2 separate regions of the Sus scrofa genome follow, and region 2 is linked to region 1. The links are chromatin contacts, called in public HiChIP or PLAC-seq maps. All regions are on one chromosome and are shown on one strand. The core of a region is the stretch at or near the end of the contact, and the rest is flanking DNA. Distances in the headings are between cores, read along the strand shown.

Evidence for each region. HiChIP or PLAC-seq counts read pairs in DNA pulled down with a chosen protein or histone mark.
Region 2: an H3K27ac HiChIP or PLAC-seq map of alveolar macrophages shows a contact between it and region 1. The contact joins the promoter of P2RY14 here to the enhancer-like site in region 1. A contact is called at or near these places in 1 of 5 promoter capture datasets (liver), 28 of 47 Hi-C or Micro-C datasets (adipose tissue, alveolar macrophages, blood and 15 more) and 2 of 2 datasets of contacts at active chromatin or transcription factors (alveolar macrophages and skeletal muscle).

The regions. Positions count from the first base shown.
Region 1 is chr13:91,351,838-91,358,545 of Sscrofa11.1, forward strand. All of the region lies in intron 11 of MED12L (mediator of RNA polymerase II transcription subunit 12-like protein), which reads left to right. Among named protein-coding and RNA genes, the nearest start is that of GPR171, 35 kb to the right of the region's middle. Within about 2 kb of position 2,509, at least 17 of the 83 cell types and tissues checked have an H3K27ac peak or open chromatin away from gene starts, as enhancers often do. A contact at or near this core is called in adipose tissue, alveolar macrophages, omental adipose tissue and 2 more, where this site is marked.
Region 2 is chr13:91,450,289-91,456,996 of Sscrofa11.1, forward strand. P2RY14 (P2Y purinoceptor 14) reads right to left here and starts at 3,473. Exons shown (of 4, transcript XM_021069622.1): 1 at 2,955-3,473. The region is part of intron 16 of MED12L (mediator of RNA polymerase II transcription subunit 12-like protein); the gene reads left to right.

The DNA of each region.
Region 1 (6,708 bases), core at 1,259-3,758:
CGAGATATCTGGAAGGACAGTAGGGGCACCCAGAATTCAAGGTGTCCCCTTGGACTGCTAAGCTCCTTACACTAAGTGTGCAGTCAAGGCAGCATGGTACCCTGGTGAGAGGTCCACCAAAGCCACTTCAGTTTACATTTGACCTGGCTGTTTAACTTCCTAGTGGATGAACTGGCCAACTTTAGGATTATTTGCTTCATTCACCCACCGAGACTGAAGTTGCTTACCAGCACCCCAAAAGGAAAACGATGAGTGTCAGGGGCAGAAACCAGATCTGATATTTTTGAATAAAATCCCACTGTGAGGTTCTCTCTAAGGCACAGTTGCCCTCAAAGTGGGTGCTTGAGATGAGACATTGGGGGAGGGCAAGAAGAAAGTATTAGAATTTATATTTAGATAACATTTCAAAAAAATATTTTACACTGTAAGCAGTTCTGTTGTGTCTAGGTTTTATAACGATCATCATTATTATGGTATTTTAGGCACAGAAGGTATAACTCAATATGTGTAGATTGAGAGTATTTACTAAAAGAAAAATAGCAAACTAAGCTGAGAGGGTTTAAGCATTGTTTGGAGCTCACTGTTCAAAGCTCCTTTAAAAGAACTTCTCGGCCGGGGCTGCAGGGAGGTGTTTGCCACTAGAGGGCGCCATGTGCCCAGGGCTGAGAGTCCTCGGTGCTCTAGTCACAGACTTCACTGGAGAAAATGTCCGTGTAGCCCATTCAAGAGTAATTATATTGAATGTTGACTCAACTCTGGAAAGATTTGATGTAAGTGAGTGGTTGCTTTGTGGTTACTATGCCTTTTTATGAGTAAGACAAAAACCACATTTTTAAACCTGTAATTCAGACTGGTCACCTTTTCTTAATCTGTCAGGAAGAGTAACTGGACATATCTTTCTGAAATATTTAACATAAGTAATTTTTACAATATTTCTGGAATTCGCTTATGAGCTGCAGAGCTGTTTTGATTCCTAATCAGTCATTCGATTTTGAGCAGGTTACAGACAAGTTACTCGTGCCTAAGTGTCCTTTCTTGTCACATTGGCATAGAACACATACTTGCCCTCTCTATCTCTAAGGAGACATGAGCACTTTGAGAATTCTAAAGCCCTATATACGTAAGTCTTAAAGAATTGTTACTGTTAATGATAATAACGTGGCAAGCATTATTAGTATTATTGTGGAAGAACCAGTCTGAGGGCATAATTCTCTGATAAGGAGTTCTATAAAGTGGTGTGGTTAGGATTCAGAAACAGCTCACTTCTTTTTAATGCACTTCCCCTTTTTTGGTTTCATAATTTGTGTTAGGACTTAGACAACACAGTAGGTAGTAGAAAAACTGACCAACCCCTGCAGTTGCAATAAGGTTGAGGTTTGTGCTTGCTGAAGACATGTTTAGGTATGCTTGGGCCCCAGACTGCAGAGTGCTTCCCACGTCTGTTTGGGAAATTTGACCTTTACCCCTGGGTTCCCTTTTCTCTGGATAGGGAGTGGGGAAAGCAGCTGTCTAGAGGACTCAGAAATCTAAGGTTCAGGCTGGTGTGTGTGATCATTCTCGGTATTTGGTGAAAGCCTGCTAAAACCATTATGCATGGGCATGAAGGCATTTGAGGGCTTGGTCCTGCCCTGTGGTTGGACTGTGGCCAGCGTGAGAATAGGAGCTGGCAGTGTGCCCCCTGTGGGGTGTGCCAGGCATGCGTTCACAGCTAGCCATGGAGAATGTTATTCCATTACCTGCCCCCCCCCCCCCGAGCCAGCTACTGCTTCCAAGTGATGGGTAAGGTAGAAAGTATACATCTCAACATCCTCGATGTTTACTTATTCTAGATTTATGCTACTTGGGTTTCCATTCAGTATATGTGAGATATCAAAGTCTATAACACTTAGAATGGGGCTCAGAGACTCCTGTCACCAGTGGCCAGGCAGGCGATATAAACTAGAGGTGGGCTGCTGTATACAGTTCCCCCAGAGGGTGAGGCCAAGGTCACTGGGAAAGGGGGCTGCCCTTTCTGCACCGGGTAGCCTTTCTTGGCTTCTGCTTGGTTTGCAGACCCACTGTTGCCTGACCTTCCAGAATTTCAGGAGAACTTGAATGTCAGCTTTCCCAGTCTTAAACCACTCTGCCAGCCAAGCAGTGTGTCTGTGGGCCATGTCCACTCAGATGCCTGTCACTCTCCAGCTCCTGGGAGTGTCTTATGCAGCACTCACTCACGATTGGCCCGTTCAGTGTTTCAGAACCATGTCTACTCTGCGTACTAGAGGCAGAGAAGCCCAGAATCCTCATGGGGGCCTTACAGTGGGGGCCGTGGGGACCTCCGGATTCCAATCCCTGCCTGAGTCTGTTGCCTGGGACCCACAGGCAGGGGTCACCTTGCTGACCTCCTCTCTGAGCAGCAAGCCAGGGAGGTGCCCCCTCCACCTTCCAGAGCCCCAGACCACTTCCTTCTGCTTGGCTTCTCTCCTGGTTTGTGCTGTGCTGGGCAGGAGGGAGGAAGCAGCTGTGGCTTTGGGTGCTCCCCAGGGGCATGGATAGAAGGGAAAGTTGAAAGGAAGCAGGAAGAGCTGCCTTTTCACTTCTCCCTCTGGTGCTGGAGGAGGCAGACTTTCTCCTGAGTAACAAAGGGAAAGGCCAGCCCAACTGTGCTGGTAACAGTGTGTGCCCAAACAGTGGCAGGTGTGCATTTCCTCTTTCCCTGACGGCAGATCCCAGCCACCACACACCAGACACCAGAATACCGACTGTTTATTGTTTGCATTTATTTTCTGCATAGACCATTCACAGAGTACTCCCTGGACAGGTGCAATGAGTTCATGTGAGATTTTTGACTGGAAAGTCCGGAGCAGGCCTTTCTTCCACTCTGGCCCAGGCCTCCAAGGCCAGACTAGCTCTACACCATTGTGGCCGGGGAACTCTGACCACATGATCCGCCAGGCCAAACCTCAGTTTCTTCACTGCCTCCAGCATTGAGCTGGGCCTAATGTGTCTTCCAGAGATGTTCACTGAATTGGTTTTTGGAGGCTCTTAAAAAAGCATCTGGGGAGTTCCTGTTGTCGCTCAGAGCAATGAACCGACTAGTATTGATGAAGATGAGGATTCGATCCCTGGCTTCACTCAGTGGGTTAAGCATCCGGGATTACTGTGAGCTGTGGTGTAGGTCGAAGGTGTGGCTCGGATCCCACAGCGTTGCTGTAGCTGTGGTGTAGGCCAGCAGCTCTAGCTCTGATTGGATCCCTAGCCTGAGAACTTCCACATGCTGCAGGTGCAACCGTAAAAAGGAAGAAAAAAAAAAAAATGACTGGGTCCTTGAACTGGAAGGGGCAACCCTTCTGAAAGATTTGCCTCGGAAGGGTTGGGGTGAAGGCAGGGATGAGCTCTGTGTAATATGTCAGTTTTACCAGTGGATCAGGTCCAGATGTATAAGAGGATCTGTGCAGGTGGAAGTGGGAGGGCAGCTGACAGGAGAGGTCTTGGCAGGCAAGTCAGCAGGTTAGTGCATTTCTTGGTGGTGTTACAGACGATTCAGTCACCTGGATGAGTCTCAGTTTCTTCCTTTGTGCATGGGGCATCCTATCTCCTGATGTGGAAATGGCAGGAAACTATATGGATAAAGCATTTCAAAATTAATAGTGCCTGGCTTTAAATGGTTCTCAGTAAACACTAACTGCTACCCTTCCTGACTGATGGGTTTAGGAAGGCAGTGAGACCCTGGAGAGATGGCAGGAATGTGATCCTTTGGTTCCCTTCGGACTACTGTGGGGACACACATACATATCACACAGTCTGGTAATCCATAAAGCACAGCCTGGACCTATCAGACGTTTTACTTTCTCAGATTTTCACAGAGGCTTTACCCCCAGTAGGGGGCGGTTGGATGGGACTGGCCCACCCCAGGCCCGCTGGCTGCTACCATGTTGTAAGAGCGATCACCCTCATTTCAGTGCTTAGGTCTTTTCTGTTCTTTTTAAACATGTTTAAGAAAAAAAGAAGTCATTTTATTTTTATTGCTTTTTTTTTTTTTTTAAGGGCTATACCCCAGGCATATGAAGATTCCCAGGCAAGGGTTCGAATCAGAACTGTAGCTGCTGGCCTACACCATAGCCACAGCAATAATACAGATCTTTAACCCACTGAGCGAAGTCTGGGATAGAACCTGCATCTTCATGGATGCTAGTCAGATTCGTTTCCACTGCACCACAATGGGAACTCCAAAAAAGTCACTCTTTAAAATGGGACTCAAGATAAGAGGGTCAAATGAGGCAGAAGTCAAGGAAACTAGGAAAGCACCCATAAGTGTCTTCCCATTGTGGTGCCTGTGGAGTTATTAATGCCGATCACGGCCCCGCCTGAGCTTCTTAGGCCTCGTGTTACTCATTTCCCCGCTGGACACCAGAGGAAGCCTTGCTAACCTTTTACAACTGTTTTCTTCTTTCTTAAAATAACTCTATTAGTAAAAGGGCAGTTATATTAACATGGTTGAGGGAGAAAGTGGTATGTCCAGACATTTAGACTTTGCTGTGATTGAGAAGGGCCAGTAATGAGTCCATTTCTATCATGGGTGGGCCTTTGAGTTTGTTTTTTCCTTCTTCAGCCTTTCCTTGAGTACTTCCTAGCACTAGGCCTTGTTTCAAGAAATTTTCCCTGGCTGATGAGACACACGTTTAAAAAGAGATTTTTTTGGGAGTTCATGTTATGGCTCAGCGTGTTGTGAACCAACTAGTATCTTTGAGGATGCAGGTTTGATCCCTGGCCTTGCTCAGTGGGTATGAGGATCTGGTGTTGCTGTGAACTGTGGTGTAGGTTGCAGATGTGGCTTGGATCCTGAGTTGCTGTAGCTGTGGTGTAGGCTGGCAGCTGCAGCACAGATTCAACCCCAGCTTGGGACCGTCCATATGCTATAGGTGTGGCCCTAAAAAAAAGAAGATAGGAGAGTTTTTTAAAATATTCTACTTCACAGATGAGGAAACCAAGGTTTTGGTAGGATGAGAAAATTGTCTAAGCCTTACTAGTAGGATCTGCTTCATATGGTGGCATATGGTAAACACCAAGTAAATGCCAATTAAGTTCTTGGCTGGGCAGCTTTGGTTATCAAGTGAGAGGAACCTAGCTCCATGTTTTAGAAATTTATATTTTTCTTCTTTTCCTCTGTCTGTTTCCTTCATTCACCCTAAAGAGGCAAGCAGTCAAATTTATTGTATTATACAGCGATGACTCTTGGAAATTAAGGCTGGTGTTTTAGTTACTTTCCATATGAAAGACATGGCACTTTTCAAGGACTTTGGAGGGGTTACTTTGTGGTTCTAATTCATCTCATAAAATGACTTCTGTTATCATGCAATTACGTATTTCTCAGAACTTTTTTACTTATTGTTGGAATGTTGATGAACTAACTGAGAGTTAAATTAATTTTTGGCACAGTGCGAATTAATGGCAGTTGATTTAAATACGCAGAGGAATTGTTTTAATTTTTTATCTACCTCCTTTCCCTACTCAGAACTTAGAGTTGTGCTATTTTTAACTGCTGCTTTAAAGAAGAAAAGAACAAAAAATGGCAAGTCTTTTCTGCTTTCTTGGTGTATGTTTTGTTTCTTTGATGTCGTGAGACCTAAAGACCATCAACGTTGTTCTAAGGATGTGAGACAGGAAGCTGCCCTTTTACCTGTCAAAAATCAGCTGTCTCAAATATCTTTTGGAAATGTACATACGGAAACATTCGTATATACATATAAAGATTTTTTAAGTAAGAATACTATTTATATTTAAATACTGGAGTTCCCGTCGTGGCGCAGTGGTTAACGAATCCGACTAGGAACCATGAGGTTGCGGGTTCGGTCCCTGCCCTTGCTCAGTGGGTTAACGTTGCCGTGAGCTGTGGTGTAGGTTGCAGACGCGGCTCGGATCCCGCGTTGCTGTGGCTCTGGCGTAGGCCGGTGGCTACAGCTCCGATTCAACCCCTAGCCTGGGAACCTCCATATGCCGAGGGATGGCCCAAGAAATAGCAACAATAACAACAACAACAACAACAACAAAAAGACAAAAAAAAATAAATAAATAAATAAATACTAAGTCTTCTGGGTGTGTACTTAATAAGTCATAGGCGTATTACCTTATATGGGGATTCTGCATGTTGGAAATAGTATTTATGACTGTGTACAACAGGATTATGTTCTGTTAGCAAATTTAGAGCAGTTTTTACCTTACGCAACTCTTGAAGTTCATCCAGGTCTCTGCACTGTGCCTCAGGTTGCAAACCATATGACTTGCTAATATCACTACTCTACGTATTATCATATTATTTATTGGTGCTGTAATATGAATGTGTTTTGTCCAGATAGGGCCATTTTGTTTAATGTTGATCAGGAATGATTAATTACATTTATAAACATGTCCTTTTAGTCTCAGATTAAAAAGCTATTGAAGAGTTTTATTCAGTATCTGATCGCAAGTCTTCTTCATTTGCTGTTGTTTACAGTAATGAGTCATTGATTTTTCTCATCCCTTTTATGGTACTGTTTTATAATGTAGTGTACTAAGACATTTCTTCTTTTAAAATAACAAGCAGTCTCACCATGTACCTTCTAATTTCTAAAGGAAGCCTGCTTCTCAGATGTAGTTGCCAATTATTTTTCCTTCTTTATTTGTTAAAGAATAGACCCGCATTTAGTTTCTAGAGATCATTGGGTTATTGAGCAAATGAAGAAGAAATGA
Region 2 (6,708 bases), core at 2,223-4,722, 99 kb after region 1:
GAGTGACAGAAGTGACAACACTGGATCCTTAACCTCCTGTGTCACCAGGGAACGCCCCAACCCAACTTTCAAAGAAATGCTGAAACCAAATGGAATAACTAAGACTTCAGGTTTCTTACATAGAGACTTGGGCTTAGGGAAGCCTCAATACCTAAATTCACTCCAGACATTTTATAGAATGAACATTGTTGGGGACAACAATATTTCTCTCCTCTTCCTTTTGCATCTGAGAAGACACCATGGGCCACCAGCAGCTCTACTGGACCCACCCATAAAAATCTGGTGAGGGTTCCTGCTCTTGGCGCATCTGTGCAAACCAGCACAGCTGTGCCCATACTGCTACCACTGGTACTTGCAGATATAGCTTTGGTACATTGGACTAAGTGAACTTCCTCAAATTAGGTAATCTAGGACATCTTATTGCAGAAACAGCACTAGCTCTTTGTACATTAAAAAATAAAACCCCAATATTCTTAAATTCAATAGTTGACTTCAGAAGTGTCTTGAACTGATGATAAATATCCTGACTCTTGTTTGTTTCTCTTTGTTCTTTTTAAATCAAGAATAATGTAATGCTTAACTATGTGGGTATTATAAGGTGCTTTTGCTTTTTAAGCATATATTGAATAATTTGCTTTCTCATTAACTGGCCTAGATTAAATGAGAATCATATGGACAGTTTTATTAGTAAGGCAGATGTGGGTGACTGGGTTTCAGTGTAGATCAGGGGTTCTTAAAATGTTGGCCCCCAGATAGCAGCATTAGTATCATCTGAGACTTTGTTTGAACTGCAGATTCTTAAGTTCCAAACCCAGTTTATTAAATCAGAAACCTTGGGGAGGAGGGCTAAGAGGTATGTTTCAACAAGCCCCACAACCCCCGCTGTAATTTTGCCGTGTAGCAAAGTTTGACAGGCACTGTTGTAAATGGTTTTATGTTATATCATGTCTATTTGTTTTGCTCTACAAAGGTATCGAAATGTCTAAGTTATGTTTTCCAGTGGTCTGATACGTAATTACATATACATCTGCTTTGATTCAGTGAGTTTTCATAATAACAGTGAAAGCAGTGATGAGGTTAGCCGACATTTACTGAACACTTTTTTTTCTATATTTCTCTATTAAAGCCTTTATAAAGTCTTTATAAATTTATAAATAAGGTCTGATTTAATCCTTCAGTGGTCTTGTGCTAATGTCATCACTGTTTTACAGGTAGGCGAATGGCTTCAGGAGCTTGGTAGACCAGCCTCCTAGCAGGCGGTTTCTTAGTACTTGGCTGCCTAGTGTACCCACTAGCTCTTTTAATGTCTGTCCCCGCCCTCCCAATCCCTTCTCCTGGTTTTGAGAGGCTTTCTTTTTTGTACTCCTGTCTCCTTTCCCTTGTTGTATCCTGTTTAAACATCTCAGAGATAATTATAATTTTACATTTTCCATATAATTTTTCTCCCCCAGATAGGTACATGGTGCTAGACTGGACATTCTTCTCGTGGAGTAATTATAAATACCGTCCTACAAGTGTATGTTGGGGTTGAAAGTAGCCGAAGCAGACTGAAGGACATGATGATGGGCGATTGGCAGGGTAGGGCGGAAGGGCCAGGGGAGCGGGTGGGGGTGGGGGTGGGGAAGCAGTGGTAAGACTGGGCTGCTGAAACCCTGAGGGGTGTGGGCTCCTGCCCTGAATGGGGTACAAGCTCCTTCCCTGTGCCCAGGGGCTCAGGCTCGCTAGATATCAGCAGGATAACCTTGGTCAGGGTGGTTGCACCCTGTCTACCTGCTTCCTCAACTTTAAAATGGGCGCTACTGCATCTCAGCAAACAGTAGTTGCTTCCCCATGCCCTGCCCCCTTTCCCTTCCTGGATCTTCAAGCTTTGGGTATCTTGGTGTGCCCGCCTTCCTTCCTTACCAAGCTACACAGACACGACAGTCTGTAGTTTATGTGTATATTACCAGTGTGTAATTGTGTGTATGTGTGCCTACTTTTATGTGTGTATGTGTAGATTTTATTGAAGTATGAAATTTATGTTTACAAATCATAAAATGTTATTTTTATATTTTACATCGAGCACATTTTTTTTAACTTACCAATGAAATTTAGAATTTTTTTTTAAATGCCACGGCTGTTTTCAAATCTGTATGTTTTAAGAAGATGAATATGCAAACTGCAGTGTATTTTTGTGATCTTTGATTCATTTTCTCTGTAGAATTAGTTGTCCTTGCTTGAAAAAAATATTTATGAACTAGATGGATTGCATGAGATTGGCTGGATCTGATGGGGTGGATCTGTGCTAATTCCCTTGTAATTTAAATTATAATGTTTAAAGTACTTTGAATAATTTAGGTAGTTTGTCCCAGACCTATATAATAAGTAGCATGTGAAGTTAAATTTTTGCTATGCATAGGATGTATTTTTTTTTTTTCAGTTTATAGTTCTCTTTAAAGGCAAATACATAGCTTGCTAGGTATTAATAGGGATAATTTATTCCAATAAAAACAAAGGTTAAAAAACTTCTACCTATATAAGTATATATACACAAATAAATACTAATTGTGTATTTATGTACACATGAAATTGCAAACAAAAACTGACTTGTAAGTATTATTGTCATAATTGATTTTGCACTTTTTAGAGACAATTTTGGTGTGCATATATAAGCTTTAGAAATGTTCATCCTGAATGAATATCTTTTAAGCATTTTCTTTGGCATTTCCTCATCACAGATATATTTTGACAGTCACAACTGGAAATCCTAATTAATCCTCAGTGATAAAATGTTAAATTTGGATCCCCAAGCTAGCGTGAGCAAATATATTACCATGTTAACCAGTTATAGTTCTCAAGCCCAAAGTACTTACTGAGAATGGGGACAGTCTGGTGTTACTCAGAAATCTCCTTTTCCATTCTCACACCCTGTTCACACACACTCAAGTTCTTTCATGGAAAAGCTGTTTCCTTACCTGTTTGTAGACCTTCGTCTGCGAGTCACAGCACTTATTTCAAAGTATGTCTCAGTGGACGCTCCAAATTAAGACTGTCCTTACGCAGTTCTTGCTCGTCTTCAAGAACAGATGAAAATCAGGAACTTGACAGAAACCACGAGACAGAAGGTTGACTGTCACTGCTGAATTGGTCAGTTTGAAATTGCTCAAGGTTGGGAAATGGAAACAAGGAGGGAGAGAGAGATGTTTGGATCTACGTGGATATCAGGCTGGCCTCCGTGCTAGTGCCTTTCCTTCAGTGATCAAAAAAAACAAAAAATGTGAGTTTTTTTCCTTTTTGAAATTTTCTACTATGTTCCCCCGCCACGTCACCACATCATACGGCAAATGAACAGCCAGGCAACAACCTGAGTAGGTTTTCTTTTCAAATTTTGCCATTACCAAGTTCAACATGTGAGAGGCGGAGAGCTGGTGGGGGCACCCATCTGCCACACCCTCCTAAAAGGAAACTGTTGTAGGGGAGGAAGGAACTCCCCCCTCACTTCTGAGCTCCTCTGGCCAATCTGAGAATAAAGTTGACATGAGACGGATTAACAGGAGAAAAGCAAACAAAAGTGTCATAACACGTATACACGGGAGAGACCCAGGAAAACTCAGTAACTCACAACGTGGCAGAAGCCACCACCTTAAATACCGTTTTCAGCTAAGGGCAAAGGAGGATGGTGGGGGGTCGTGGAATTCAAAGGGGAGGAAGGTAATGCACAGGAAGATGAGAAAGAGCAGATGGTAAACCAGTGTTTCTTGGGCCACAGGAACAATGGGACACAGAGAAACATTTTAACAAAAACGTTTGCTAGGGTCCTCCCGTTGTACACCTTGTTCATGATGGCTCCCTTCCTGGGACAGGTCCTCTGTCTAAATTCTTTTAGTCAGTTAAGGGGATGGTCAAAGGTTCCTGAATCTTTGGGGCCTAGATTTTTTCCAGCTCAAAATAATGAGCAGACCAAAGAGACAGATTTGGGGGTGGCAAGGTTTGCTCCCCCTTCCTTGTCAACAGCCACCCAGTGTAACTACTGTTCACAAACAGGTGGTGACTGGGGCTACCTGGAAATGTGGAATTAGCGTTTGAGTAAAGAAGCATTTTGGCACCCCTGACCACATCTGTTAGATAAGAGGTATTATTATTGCCATTTTTTTCCACATTAATTTTTCCATATTTGAGCATTACTGACAAATAGATCATGAGTAGGGCTTCAGATTAACTCGTGTGTTAATCTTTTGCTAAGTGTGTGCTGTTAATGTTACTGTTTTGAAAGTGAGAGGCAGGACCTCTTTGTATTTCTGGTTCCTTTTCAAGTTGTATAATATAATTTATAATGTCCTGAAGGGTGCTCTCTTTCCTGCTGAATACTAGTGTGCAGTTAGAAATGGAAATACTAAATTTGGCTGCAAACCTCTCATTAAAGTGTGTGACTCAGAACCAGATAAGAAAGAAACTTTGCCCTGAAAGGCTCTTTATTAGGCTGCTACGTTGCAGGTGTGTTCACTCAGGTTGTTCCATAGCTGAATTATGGGCTCAGAGTTTATTAACGTGTCAAGTTCAGTTGGACTTAAAAGTGTACCCTACGTTTATGGTTGCAGCAGTCAGTAGTACTTATTTATGGAGATATGATATGCCAGGTCCTGTTCTAAATACTTAGTATGCACCTACTGTGTGGTAGGCAGTGTTCCAGGTACTGGAGATGAAGTAGTGACTAAATCAGATTCCAGTCCCATCCTTCACGAAGCGCATTTGCTTATTTTGAGTCTTACATACAGACATAGTCACTATTGATCCTTAGTAAACTCAGCAGAGGCCCTGGGGGACCCAGAGCTGGTTTAGGGAAGCTTCCCACTTGGCTCTGCCTGGGTGATGCAGTCCTCCTTCTTCCCAGGGCCCACTGGGTCCTGGCTGCTGCTTGGAGGCCAGGAGCACCATATGCCTGTGAACTGGAGGTTGGCAATTGCCATCTGCCTCGATGTGGACTGAATCATGAGCTACTGCAGCTGCTGATCCTGAAGGGAGCAACACCCCCTGAAGGGAGCTCAGGGTGGAGATCAAGAGTGAGGCACTCTGTGCTGGGGGTGAGGGGGGGAACTGGCAGAACAGGTCTTCAGGGAGTTAGATATTTTCAGGAGAACATTTTATGTGCCCAATTCTTGCATCTGCTCACATGTAGAAAAGCATTGAAATCCTTCACGGTGTCATCTGCGCCTCATGACTAGTAGTAATCTTCAGGACACCAGCAGCAACCCTCTGTAAAAATGTATGCTTGGTTGCATGTAGCACTCCTTCACCAAGATCACGTACATACTGATATTCTCCCCTGCCTCTTTGGAGCCCTAGCTCAGAGCTATCTGAAATGCTGCCTCCCAGGCTATGGTCCTCATTTCGCCCCAAATAAAATTTAACCCTCAACTTTTAGGTTGTGCATATTTTTAAAGTTGACATGCCTATAGAGGCTTGCTAGCTTCTGCTGCAAGGAGATCTGCCTGGTAAATATGTTTAAGCACAAATAGACAAACAGGATGAGCCTGCTTCAGAGCCTGCTTATTATCAGAGCATGCTGTAGAGTCCCTCAGATGTAAATGTTATGCTAACTAAATGGATGATTTGGCTTTCAAGACTTCCCTGATTTATTGCAGGAGGCTCTGCATTTATTCTGATGGTTTCAGAAACACCCTTTAATTGTTCCCTCGCATTCTTGCCTTCTCCGTGGGGTGCTCCTCATAGGTATGGAGCCTGTTGGGGTGAGGGGGAAGTAGACAGACATTATTATTAAATTAAGTTCACTGGAGCTGCTTGTTTTCCTCTCTGTGCCAGGAGTTGTGAAGTCCAAGGCCAAAGGGATAGCATGCAAGTGGTCTCTGATGGCAGGTCCAGATACCTGAGGTAGACCCTTAGGGGAGAAAGGAAATTGCAGAACTCATGGCCCACGGTGGGGGAGGGGGGCAGCTGCTGCCCAGCTAGAGCTTATCAGGGCCCAGCGTTGCCTCACTGTGGATGGACCAGTGTTGTCAGAACCTTGCCTGCCGATCATGTGGGCTGTTCCAGATGCTTTTTGTGTTTAAGTGTTTTAACTCATTGAGTTCTCACAACAGCTCTGTGAGCTGGGTGGCTTTCACTCCTGTCCCTCCCCCTCCCTTTCCTAAGAGTAGAGGAAGCTGAGGCACAGAGATCCTAAGTTAGGTCCCACAGCTCCTAGAGCTGGAGTTTGGATCCTGGCAAAGGCAGATCCTGGAGCCCATGCTCCTAACTTCACTTCTGTGTCTCTCCTGGTTTCATGCATTGTTGAAATCAGACACTTTGCAAACTCTTGTAGGCTTGCCGTCTGGTGGGCTGAAACAGAACCTGAGTGTGACTGTGTTTGGCTTATGGGAAGCTGGTTTGTGGCATAAGCAGGGTAGGGAGGGTATGACCAGGGTCTCGGAAGGAAATCTCATCTGCAAGGACTGGATCAAAGCATAGATGCATGTATCTCACACACTTGGTCTATGTTGACTGAAAAAAATTGCACAGCCTTAAAGTCGAGAGTTACCATTTTTTTTTTTTTTTTGGTCTTTTTAGGGCTGCACCTGCGGCATATGGAGGTTCCCAGGTTAGGGGTCCAATTGGAGCTGTAGCTGCCCACCTACACCACAGCCACAGCAATGTCAGATCCTACTTGCGTCTGTGACGTACACCACAGCGCATGGCAACGCCGGAGCCTTAACCCAATGAGCAGGCCAGGGA